2 separate regions of the Zea mays genome follow, and region 2 is linked to region 1. A link is a contact called in public Hi-C data. All regions are on one chromosome and are shown on one strand. Each heading gives the region's core, a stretch centred on a gene start, on an enhancer-like site or on the middle of the called end of the contact. The rest is flanking DNA. Distances are from core to core; before and after follow the strand shown. Region 1 holds the start of LOC732789 (homogentisate phytyltransferase VTE2-1). Region 2 holds the start of LOC100283089 (fasciclin-like arabinogalactan protein 8).

Evidence for each region. A called contact is a pair of places that touch in the nucleus more often than the background predicts.
Region 2: a contact with region 1 is called in a Hi-C map of tassel, with 2.8 times the contacts expected there. The contact joins the promoter of LOC100283089 here to the promoter of LOC732789 in region 1. A contact is called at or near these places in 4 of 25 Hi-C or Micro-C datasets (bundle sheath, ear, root tip and 1 more).

The regions. Positions count from the first base shown.
Region 1 is chr9:111,887,897-111,894,014 of Zm-B73-REFERENCE-NAM-5.0, reverse strand. LOC732789 (homogentisate phytyltransferase VTE2-1) reads left to right here and starts at 2,577. Exons shown (of 12, transcript NM_001112407.2): 1 at 2,577-2,891; 2 at 3,922-4,211; 3 at 4,325-4,408; 4 at 4,491-4,565; 5 at 4,652-4,735. The coding sequence starts at 2,828. It overlaps LOC100275605, which reads left to right. Exons shown (of 10, transcript NM_001149655.2): 9 at 1-114; 10 at 210-617. The coding sequence ends at 252.
Region 2 is chr9:112,154,911-112,161,028 of Zm-B73-REFERENCE-NAM-5.0, reverse strand. LOC100283089 (fasciclin-like arabinogalactan protein 8) reads right to left here and starts at 3,693. Exons shown (of 1, transcript NM_001155991.2): 1 at 2,607-3,693. The coding sequence starts at 3,650. The coding sequence ends at 2,814.

The sequences.
Region 1 (6,118 bases), core at 1,328-3,827:
GGTCAAATCGGAGATGGGCTTGATTGAGCAGAGTAAACTTGTGCTGACGGAACAAGAGCCAGAGCTGGGAGACGTTCCGGTGAAGAGACCCGTTGGGAGGCCCAGGAAGGCGAGGTAGGTAACCTCCGACATTTTCCAATTTTTTTTTTTATATATATATAGGAACAGAACAGGGCATGGTGACCTTTCATGGTCTACTTGTAAACTAGGAACGGACCTAGCTCAGATGACCCGGGCACCCCTGCTTCGTAGGCTTGAGCTCCGTTTGGCTTGGATTCCGGCGCCTTTTCCAGTTTCCTGTGACTTCTGTACAGTGCAAGCCATCTTAACGCCGCCAAGGTTAACTTATCGAAACATTTGGAGAACCTGGAAGCAAACGGCGAAGTTTTTCCGTGTGCGTTAATGTTTCAGAGAAGGGAGTCCGAGGGAAAAAAAGGTTGCCACTACGCAGCTCATGTACTGTTTTTTTTTGTAGGATGTATTGACATCATTGTACCAAATCAGCTCCATATAATCCTGTTTGATAGATATAATACCATTGTATCAAATCTCGAGTTTTGATAGGCAAAGATTACTAGTAATCTTGAAGAGCCCGCGGTCGTCAGAGACGGCGGTAATTTTGCGCCTTGCAGATGGTGCTGTATGATGTGGAAATAGTCTCGTTCTTCAACAGGTGTATGATGTGGAAATAGTCTCTCATCACTCATCAGTCCATTCCGGCTAGGCTGGCAGCTGGCTGCTGCTGTCGTTCCTCGGCGGCCGGAGATGAAAATATCCTGGGATGATGTGCGACGGCACCGGCACGTGGGATGCCTAGCTGGAGCCAATGGCCTCGTCGCTTTCGGCCTGCTGCCGTGCACGCATACATCTCGCCCGCCCGCTTCAGTAGTCAGTATCTCTGGCAGCGTGGCACGGCGTTGAAGGCTTGAGGAGGCTACAGGAGTTTAGCAGCAGGAAACGGCACGGGGCTTGGTGAATGAACACCCGTAAAAGTACCATCAAAACAAAGCAAAATACAGTACCAGTGTACGGCGCTAGGATAGGAGGAGATAGACGAGTACGAGTAGACAAAGCGCCTGCAACGATCGAAGTCGTCGTGAACTCGGCAGATAACTCCAAAGCATCGCATCCGGCCAAATGTAGCTGTTTATGTTATCCTGGTGCAGTTTAGCCACTTTCTCTTTGTCCAGGTGCCCTGGTTTACTGTATGCTACACTGTACTTACTGCTGAATGCGTAGCGTAGGTAGGTGGTCGATCGTTCTCGGTGAACAGAACGCTACACGGAGCTGAAGATGATGGCTGTGTGGTGCCCTTGTATGGTAGGGAAACCCTTCTCGACCACGACCTTTTCCGATGCCATGCCGACTTGTCCTAGTCGTCGTCCTGCCATTGCCAAGGTGAAGGTCCTGAGCCAGGCAGAAATCTGCAGAATTTCAGTAAGCGGGAGTGTCTAAAAGAACCATGCAACATCTTCGCTCGGTTTTAATTCGTACGGATTTTTATTGTTTTTATATTATATTTGTTTTTATTAATTATAGCTGCAGCAATCTAAATAACTAATTTTAATCTGAAGCCACGTCAGATGAAGTCGTAACTGGCGTTCAGTCCCATGTGAACAAAACCAGGCTCGCTCAGTGCAGGACGCACATGTGCGTGTTGTGCCAGTGGTCCTGAATCCTCTGTCCCTGCCAACACTTCCAGATTCCGATTAGCATGACACAACTACAACGCCTCCTCTGTCCCTGCCAACACTTCGTACTTCCTACTTCCTACTTCTTACAGATTCGCGGGAAAGATCGCCCACACAATACTTCGTACTTCCTCGGATTTTAGAAACTTTTAACCTTTATACGTATCTAACAAAAACAATATATCTAGAAAAGTTTTAACATATTACCTTTAGACTCCGTCCTCTAGAGTCAACGGTTAGATACTAAAATTAGTGGTATAGGTTTCAAACACCTTCAATTGTTAGGTACATCATAGCTAACAATTAATTAATTAGGTAGCTCAATCTATCTAATAACTTATTAATTGACTAACTATTAGTTCTAATGGTTTTAAACAGGACATACCTTGATTTACAACAAATGGAATACGGTATATCATGGTTATGCGATCACTCAGGCTATCTCCAACAGACGTTTCATATGGACGTGCTCACAAATAAGACTTTGATCAACGGTTTACACATATGGTTACATAAAGACACTACTTTGCACTGTTTACAAAATGAAGTTTAAATATATGAGTGTGAATGAGTAAACGGCTAAAGATAGTTTAAAGTTGTTTTATCTGTATGGTTAATTAAAATATTGTTTTGCATTTTATACTATAATGTTGACAAAGTATAGTCTGAATACGAGGATGAACTGCCCTGTGTTTTGAACTTGTGATCCGGTGAACGGTGTCATTTCCATGTGAACGGAACTGCCCAATCACTCGCAGGCACAGTCACATCGCGCGATCGCGATCCACGGTCCACGGACAGCGACGCCTTGCGGATGCACTCGCTGCGACCGGGGCCGGAAGACCCGTGCAACGACACGACACGAGTACACGACCCGTGCAACCACTTCACTCATCACTTCCACTTATGTGCACACATTGCCGTGCCGTGCGGTGCGTGAAAGGCACGGGGCCGCCGGCCGGACTCTTCTGACTTGGCAACCGCCGCGCAGCGCGACGAGCGCCACCTGCTTGCTGCCGCGTGCCTGCGTGCGTGTGCGTCCACCACTGACCCCGCGCCCGCCCGCCGCCCCTGCCCCTCCACTCCACTTGCTCACTCGTCGGCTCGTCGCGGCCCGCTTCCCCCCCGGCCAAGGGATGGACGCGCTTCGCCTACGGCCGTCCCTCCTCCCCGTGCGGCCCGGCGCGGCCCGCCCGCGAGGTCAGTGAACTCCTTCCCCTCGCCGCTCACCGCGACAGAACCTGGCCTGCAGGCTTTAGTTCTATTGAGCTGGATATTTTAGTTCGACGGATTAATCGTGTACTCTAGTAGCCACAAAGACCGCGATGCTTGTGATGCGCGAGTATTCCTTTGCTCTTTTCTAATCGAACACTAACCGGGCTCGTTCCGTCCTGTACTCCGGTTGGCTGTAGCGCCTGGAATCAGTGGGAAAACGATGCAGGAGCAGTTGTATTAATGTCGTCTTTTTTTGAGAGAGAGGAGTGGCTGATATTAATGTCAAAGCTGTCATGGACAGGAAAACTGTTTACCTGGAGTTTGTTAGATAGCTCAGTCTTTAAAATGATGGGTTCCTGCGGGGACATCAAACCCGGGCCATGGTGGTGTAGTCCAATTTCACGTTTTAGAGGTTGGGGATGAGAATTAAGATGTCAAAACCTTGCAGGGATTTTGGTTTCTGCTGATTCTAACTTTATCAGGATGGTTACATGTACAAGCGAGGGTTAAAATTAGTCATGAAATTCCCTTTTGCTATTTTTTTTCTTCAAATTAGCTTCAAGGAAATGTTTTACTTGTGACCTTGTTGACTAGTTCTGCTCAAAACTTTACTGACTGTAAAATAACAAAAAAAAATTGTTGAAATAATCAAAAGCAGTGTTGCCCCAACTGTACCTGCTTATGTGTAGGGAAGCACTTCAAGTTTCCTTTTATTCTTTAACTAATTCCAGACTCACATGAAGACTGTAGTAGGGGTAGCACTTCAAGTTTTCTTTTCTTCTTTGACCAATCCCAGACTCCCATGTAGACTGTAGTAGGGGAAACACTTCAAGTTTTCATTTCTTCTTTGACTAATTCCAGGCTCCCACATATATTGTAGTAGTAGAAGGCACAGCGGGCATGGTTTGTGGGACTGTAATTAGTAATGCAGATGTCGAGCTTATTGGTCACACATTATTTCATTCTGTTACTTTCTCTAGTGTTTGGCCTAGTATTGAAATGTTTGAATTTCCAGATCATTTTCTACCACCATGTTGTTCCATACAACGAAATGGTGAAGGACGAATTTGCTTTTCTAGCCAAAGGACCCAAGGTCCTACCTTGCATCACCATCAGAAATTCTTCGAATGGAAATCCTCCTATTGTAGGATATCACATCGGTCATTAAATACTTCTGTTAATGCTTCGGGGCAACAGCTGCAGTCTGAACCTGAAACACATGATTCTACAACCATCTGGAGGGCAATATCATCTTCTCTAGATGCATTTTACAGATTTTCCCGGCCACATACTGTCATAGGAACAGTTAAGTCACGTTGATGTACTGTTTCATTTACATGATCGTCCAGTAAGTATGTCCTTGTGTTGTTTCCTTTGTTTTCTCTTTATTGATCTAGAGATTTTGCTGGTGTAATCAGGCATTAAGCATAGTCTCAGTTTCCCTTCTAGCTGTCCAGAGCTTGTCTGATATATCACCTTTGTTCCTCACTGGTTTGCTGGAGGTAGTGATACTTTGAGCATCTCTATCCTTTCATTGTTATAAAGATGTATTGTTTCATTCTACTACTTTGTACTCTTATGTAGGCAGTGGTAGCTGCCCTTTTCATGAATATCTATATTGTTGGACTGAACCAGTTATTCGACATTGAGATAGACAAGGTATTTTGAATTCACTTTAATCTTCATTAAGTACCTTTTACTACCATACTAATAACTGCTAGGAGCTAATATTTGTACTGCTCTAGGTTAACAAGCCAACTCTTCCATTGGCATCTGGGGAATACACCCTTGCAACTGGGGTTGCAATAGTTTCGGTCTTTGCCGCTATGGTAATTATGCTCTCAATATAGAAGAAATTGGCATTATGCTTCATGTTTTATTTTGAATTTATTTCTAGATATGTTGATACTGAGATGCCTAAAAGTGTTGGAAGTGAAACCCTAACCCTAACCAGGGTTGAGACTGTATTAATATAGCCGAGTAGTTGGGCCAAGCCCATTACACTGGGGGTATACAGGTAATTACATGAGGATGGCCAAAAACCTTAGCGAGGTTCTAACATCCCCCGCAGTCTCAACTCTATCATGTACAAATGTTGAGACTGTATCGAAACTCGGCAAAAATACTCGACTGCAACCCCTTGGTGAAGATGTCAGTGAACTGCGACGTGGTCGGAACGCTGATAACGTGAACGTCACCGGCGGCGACACACTCGCGGATGAAGTGAAGGTCAATCTTCACGTGCTTCGTGCGCTGATGCTACACGGGATTGGTCAAGAGGTAGACCGCGTGGACGTTATCGTAGTGGACGAGAGCGGCGCGCTGGAGGGGGCTGTGGAGCTCCTGGAGAAGCCGGCGGAGCTAGGAGGCCTCGGCCACGCCGTTAGTCACAACACGGTACTCGGCCTCAGCGTTAGAGTGAGAAACGATGGGCTGCCGCTTGGCGACCCAGGAGACAAGGTTGGCACCCAGAAACACAGCGTAACAGGAAGTGGACCAGCATGTGTCGGGGCAGCTAGTCCAGTTAGCGTCTGTGTAGTCCACGAGCTTCGACACCGGGGAGGGTCGAAGGAGAAGGCCATAGTCGATGGAGCCACGGAGGTAGCGAAGGATCCGTTTGAGCGGTGAAATGGGGCTCCCGCGGGGTGTGCATGTGAAGGTACACCTGCTGGACGACATAGGCAATGTCGGGCCTGGAGAAGGTCATATACTGGAGAGAAGAGGCTCTGGTAGGCCGTCGCGTCAGTGACCTAGGGCCCGTCGTCCTCAGAGAGCTTTGCCTGAGTGGACAGGCGTGGAGCAGGGCTTGCAATTGGACATGTTAGCCTGCTGTAGGATGTCTAGAGCGTACTGGCGCTGGTGAGGAGGAGACCCCTGAGGCCTTCGCTCGGCGATGATGTCGAGGAAGCAGTGGAGAGGCCCCAGGTCCTTCATCGCGAACTCGTGCTGAAGAGCGATGACCGTGCTGGAGTAGATCGATACTGGACGCCGTGAGCACGATGTCGTCGATGTAGAGCAGGAGGTAGATGATGTCGTCGCCGCGCCGATAGATGAACATGGACGTGTCTGACTTGGCCTCGACGAAGCCGAGGGAGGTCAAGTAGGAGGCGAAGCGACTGTACCAGGCCCATGGCGCCTGCTTGAGGTCGTACAGGGAGCGGTTCAACCGACAAACTAGATCCGGACGAGCGGAATCGACGAAGCCAGTGGGC
Region 2 (6,118 bases), core at 2,444-4,943, 270 kb before region 1:
ACTGTCCGGTGCCACAAGAAGACAACGACGCCAACGATCGACTGCTCCAGAACCCTAATGGTTGGGTAACGTGGCGGCGCACCGGACAGTGAACAGTACCTGTCCGGTGGCGCACCGGACTGTCCGGTGCACCCATCGCCAGCAGCCTTCCCCAATGGCTACTTGGTGGTTGAGGGCTATAAATACCCCCAACCACCACAACTTCAAGCATCCTAGTTTTCTGAAGTTCTCATTCAATATAAGAGCTAGTGCATTCACTCCTAGACACAATTCAAAAGATCAAAGCCTCTCCAAGTTCCAAATTTCATTCCAACCACCTAGTGACTTGAGAGTGTGTGTGTTCGTGTTTATTTGCACTCTTATTACTTGGATCACTTTCTTCCTTCCTCATTCTTGTTTCGAAGTGACTTGTAATCAAAGCAAGAGACACTGAAGTGTGTGGTGGTCCTTGCAGGGTCTAAGTGACCCGTTTGATTAAGGAGAAAGCTCACTCGGTCTAAATGACCGTTTGAGAGAGGGAAAGGGTTGAAAGAGACCCGGTCTTTGTGACCACCTCAACGGGGATTAGGTTCTTTGGAACCGAACCTCGGTAAAACAAATCACCGTGTTCATCCGCTTGATTTCTATTTGATTTGTTTCCCCCTCTCTCCCGGACTTGATTTAAGTTCTAACGCTAACCCTGGCTTGTAGTGCGTGTTTAAAGTTGTAAATTTTAGATTACGTCTATTCACCCCCCCTCTAGGCGACTTTCAAATTCCCTGCATTGTGTTTGTGTGCTCATCTCTTGACTTGTGCGCGTGTGATTGCTGTGATTCTAGTTCTTGCGTGTGTTTCTTTCCCTCCCTTACTCTTGTGGCTTTTGTTGTGATAAACATTGTAAGGGTGAGAAGCTCCAACTTGTGGAGATTCGTCACAAACGATAAAAGACTACTAAGGAAGAAAACCGTGGTACTCAAGGTTGATCATTGGATCACTTGAGAGGGATTGAGTGCAATCCTTGACCAAAGGAGGTCACCACAACGTGGAGTAGACATTGGCCGAACCACTGGATAAAATCACTTTGTCTCATGTCTTTTTTCATTGTGATTGTTTTCTTCTAGAGTTCTCGCTTAATCACTTGTGCTATTGTTCCAAAGTCCAATACTCATCCTAAAGGAACAATCAAGTGAAGAGTTCTCTCTTGAGCAACTTGGTTTTAATCTTACTAACATTTCGTAACCAAGTTTGGGCTATTCAGTGTTGAATTTTATAGGATCACCTATTCACCCCCGTCTAGGTGCTCTCATGGACGCCCTTGGCTGACTAACTAGGAAAGCTAGTGGATGACTACCTTACTCGATAGGGGCAAGTGCAGTAGGGGAGTAGGTGTGTAGGGAGGTTCCTAGGTTGATTTTGCTGCGATGGCGGTCAGACTGGGGATTCCTGCATTGCTCTTTCTAGAAACTGTAGCGGGTTTTCTGAAGGTAGTGAAACTTTGTAAAGGCCTTGTAGTGGATCCCTAGTCATTTACCTCGGTAGTGTCTAAGGGTCTAGCTAACCCTGGTGACATGGGATACACGACTTGTGGGTACAGGGTACGACCTATACAGAATGTAAAACTGGTATACTAGCCGTGCTCGCGGTCATGAGCGGCTCAGGACTCTCGCATGATTAAATTATGGAATTAAATTCAATTGGACATTTGCATCGCATTGTGATTTATTGTTAATTTTGATTTAGTATTATTCTGGTTTGGTATTTACTTACATTTAGTAACTGCTAATAAAACTTGACCAACTTATTAAAAGCAATGTTCAGCTTTAACCCCTATTTATTGGTGAGCCTCACACTTCACATGAACTTCCACCTTTGACGAATTCATGCACATTATTCCCCACAACTTGTTGAGTTATGATCTTTTATAAGCTCACAGTTGCGATATATAACCCCCCCACACACACAGGAGAAGAACATGTGGTCCAGGAGGAGTCGTACAATGAGGAGTACGAGTTAATCTAGGTGGCGTCTCGCAGTTAGTTTTATGACACTAAGGATGGACTTTTAGTTCGCTTTATATTTATTATTTATTTTGTAAGACTTCCGCTATGTAATAATGACATTTATGATATTTGTGGCATTTATCTCTATACACTTTGTTATTATATGTGTTGTTGTTTTTTTATCGCACATATGTGGCGTATCCGACTTTATCTTTTAAATCTGGGTATAATATATTTATCTGGAGATATATTTTTAGAAGCTATCGGAGTCGTGGAGATATGTAAGACGACAGATGGCCCGAACGGGGTGACTAGACGTAGAGCAGTAAAATTGGGAAAGCAAGCAACGTGTGGGCGCCTGTTGAAGCCTGAGTTCTCTTTCATTCCCCAAAACGAGGATTTCCGAACTTGTTTTGGATATTGTTGAAGATGATCTATGACAGTTAAAATGGCTAAAAGAGATCTTTAGCGCTCAATAATTTGGGCGACAGAATAGTTTTAGAACGTAACTTTGATTGTATAACAAGTCGAGTAGTCGTGTGTTTGGTGTGATAGAGAATTTACGGATCAGAAATGACATATAGCTAGGCGGAGTCTTTCAGTTGACGTACTCAGCTTGTTTTTTTCTGGCCTTTGTATTTCTTCTACTCTTTATAATTCCAAGAAGCGTAATAATACAAGGAAACGATTTTTTTTTGGAAAGATCGACAAAAGAAAATGAGCCATAAGAGTTAACTATATATATGGCGCGCAAAATGAACTACTCTTATAAAATGCAAGGGACGATCCAATTCCCACCCGACCGAACCAGTTGCAATTTGCAAATGCAGTGACCTACAAGTACCCGATCAGTATGCATGCCATTGCCATCCCCACGGCCGCAGCAGTCCACCAACTCGCCACTTGCGCCACATGGCCATGCGACGGCACCGGCGCTTCAGCAGTGTCCGGAGCCTCCGCGGTATCGCCCACTGAGGCCGGTAACAACGTCGACGGAGATTGCCGCGGCGAAGTTAACGTCGGCGGAGGGCTCGGCGCGACCGCCATCTGCGTCATCCTTGGCGCGGGCGGCGACGGCGACGGCGGCAGCGGCAGCCGCGGCCTGGTGATGATGCCCGGCGGCACGACGAGGTTGCTGATCTGGAGCACCGATATGTTGTACGGCTTCGCGGTCACGGCCCTCTTCAACGTGGCGCTGACCAGCGACCCCGGCGCGGCCGAGACGAAGACGGCGCTCGCGCCGCCACGCCCCGCGGCGGTGACGTTCAGGAACCCCGTGCGGCCGAGCGCGCTCCCCGTGGTCTGGAACAGCGTGGTGACCACGGTGGGCTGGCCCCGGGGCAGCGACGCCAGCTTGGCCGCGTCGATGTAGTCCAGCGCGACGTGCACGGAGACGAGCTCCACGAGCGCGGCGCGCGGCAGCCTGGCGCTGCGGCGGAGGAGCCAGTCCACCGCGGAGTTGCCCGGGACGAGCACGGTCACGGGGCTCCGGCTGTTGACCTCGCGCGCGACGCGGGTCTTGGAGAGCAGGAGGTTGAAGAGCTTGAACTCCGGGTACCGGCCGAGGATCTCCGTCACGTTGAAGGCGGTGTTGCCGGTAGCCGGTGCGGCGGCGGTGGCGGCGGCGGGCAGGAGGAAGAGGAGCACGAGCAAGGAGGTGTTAGGAGCCATACGTGCGCCGATGCACGAACTTACGCATAAGCACACCGATAGCGCGCGGCGTGTGGCACGTAGAGTGCTATAAATAGAGACATGGGCGGCAGGTCATGAACTAGACAGCTAGCGGGAGAGAAATTAGAGGACAGGAGGGGTTTAAGGCCTGAGCGATTAGAGTGGAGATCTCATCTCACTCTCGGCTGACCACTTCTTCAGCCGCTGGCAGGATTTGTGCTGGGAGTTGGGCCGGGTCCATCGTGATTCAGTCAGATAAATTCGGATCGAGAAGGCTCAAAAACTTTTGAGTTGTGTCATGCCAATCTAAAGAGTAGAAATAGTGACCGTTCAGTTCTAAAGTACGTCGAGTCTTCATTGAATTATGCCGGCCCAAGCACCACACATATTTGAACCACATAAAATCCAAACATTACAATTAATAAAGTACATTGCTCACTAAACTAAAGAAATTAAATATTGTAGTCTTTATCGAGCCAGACTGATTCACACCTGACTCATACGTGCGGGTCGTGTCGGGGGCCAGCACAGCCAAAAATTAAGGCTGACCCAATTCTGCTTCGGGCCATGCTAGTCTGACCCATAGGACTTCATGTTGTGCTATATTTTAGGCTCCTAGTTTCAATTCGTGTTCGTGCTGGTCCGAAAAGCTAGGCCCATGTTTTAGATGCATGTTTCCCTTAAATACAGATCATGTCATGGTCAGTACTAGTTCAGTCCCTCGTCAGCTAAAACTTATCGTGGTCAGGAATAATTGTCATGGCCGGTACTAGTTCAGTTCCTCATCAGCTAAAACTTGTCGTGGCCAGGAATCATTGTCATGGCCAGCTAAAACTTGTCATGGCCAATACTATTTCAGTTCATCGTCAGCTAAAACTTGTCATGGGCAGGATTACCTGGTTTTAAACTATTCTATAAATTATAAGGCATTCCAGTTTTCTAGAAGAGTCAAACCATCTCAGGTGTGATTAATGTTATACAGAAATTACAAAGAACTGTAACATCCACTGGGTATAATATAAAATATAATCAAAGAAGTATCTAATTGTACTTTTTGGTACCATAAATATTACTGTTTAATTATATAAATTTAGTAAAACTTAAGATGATGATTTGACTCTGTAACAGAACTGGAATGACTTATAGTTAAGTTTCCTGGTCTAGAACGGAAATGGGCCTGCCTGGTGCCGGTAGCCCGGTACAGAGCCTGGCCCACTGCTAGGGTGTGGGCTCATCTGAAGCCCAACTTAAGTCAGCCGATATCACACAGTATAGTAGCAACGTGGTGAGCCTTCTTAAATTGTTCCTTTTTCTTATGCTTGTTTAAAACGGAGAAAGGAAGTGCTGAGAGGCAAATAGGCAATGCAATGCGACAAGGAGCACGAATTTTTTTTGCATTTTGGCCCTTTCTCAGAAAAAAATCACGTTTGGACCCTAAAAAAATTTAATGTCATTTTTGGACCCTTTGCTCGGCGCATAGCCTATGGCGCCGAGGTAACAGCTCGACGTCATAGGCTATGGCGCCGAGGTACGTGCTGCGCTGACACAACCGGATGTCGTGGCGCCGACGTGGCACCGAGCTCGGCGCCATAGATCTGGCATCGAGCTCGGTTATGTAAACACAAAGCTTGTCTAGCTCAGTAGAGCTTAAGCCTCTTAACCTTGTGGTCGTGGTTCGAGCCCCATGGTGGGTATTCAATATTTTTTTTTGTCTTTGTCACTTATTTGTTTTTTTATCCAGATTTTTCGTTTATGTCGCTGATTTGTCCGTCCAGATTTATTTCTCATCCAGTTTTTTTTTGTTTTTGTTATCCTTGCGCTCTAACAACTAAGCTAAACAAGCTTTGTGTTTACACAACAGAGCTCGGCGCCAAGGCGTTCGGGTTGTGTCAGCACAGCACGTACCTCGGTGTCATAGCCTATGGCGTCGAGCTGTGTTACCTCGGCGCCTGTTGACGCCTTTTCGGAGCGCCAAATACTCAAGAAGAACCGTGGCGGTGCCCTCTGCACAGGGGCGGACGGTCCGCGCGCAGGGGCCGGACGGTCCGCGGCCTGGTGCGAGGCGCGGTGGTGCTCTCTGCGCAGGGGCGGACTGTCCGCGGCCTGGGGCCGGACGGTCCGCGGCCTGGTGCGCAGCTGGGGCTTCTCTGCCTGACGGCCGGACGGTCCGCACGTACGCAGAGGCGGCGGAAGTCGCCGGCGGCGCCTGGATCTCGCTCCCGGGAGGGACCCCGTCGGGGAGAAGAGATCCTAGGTGGTGTCTAGGCTCGGGCTGGCCGACCTAGACTCCTCTAATCGACGTAGAGCCGAAGAGAGACGAAGAATTTGGGGATTGGATAGCTAAACCTAAACTAGGCTAGAACTACTCCTAGGATAAAATGCGAATAAAAGTTGTATTGATTCGATTGTTGATGATTACAAATCGGCCGTAGACCTCTCTATTTATAGAGGAGGGGGGCTGGACCCTT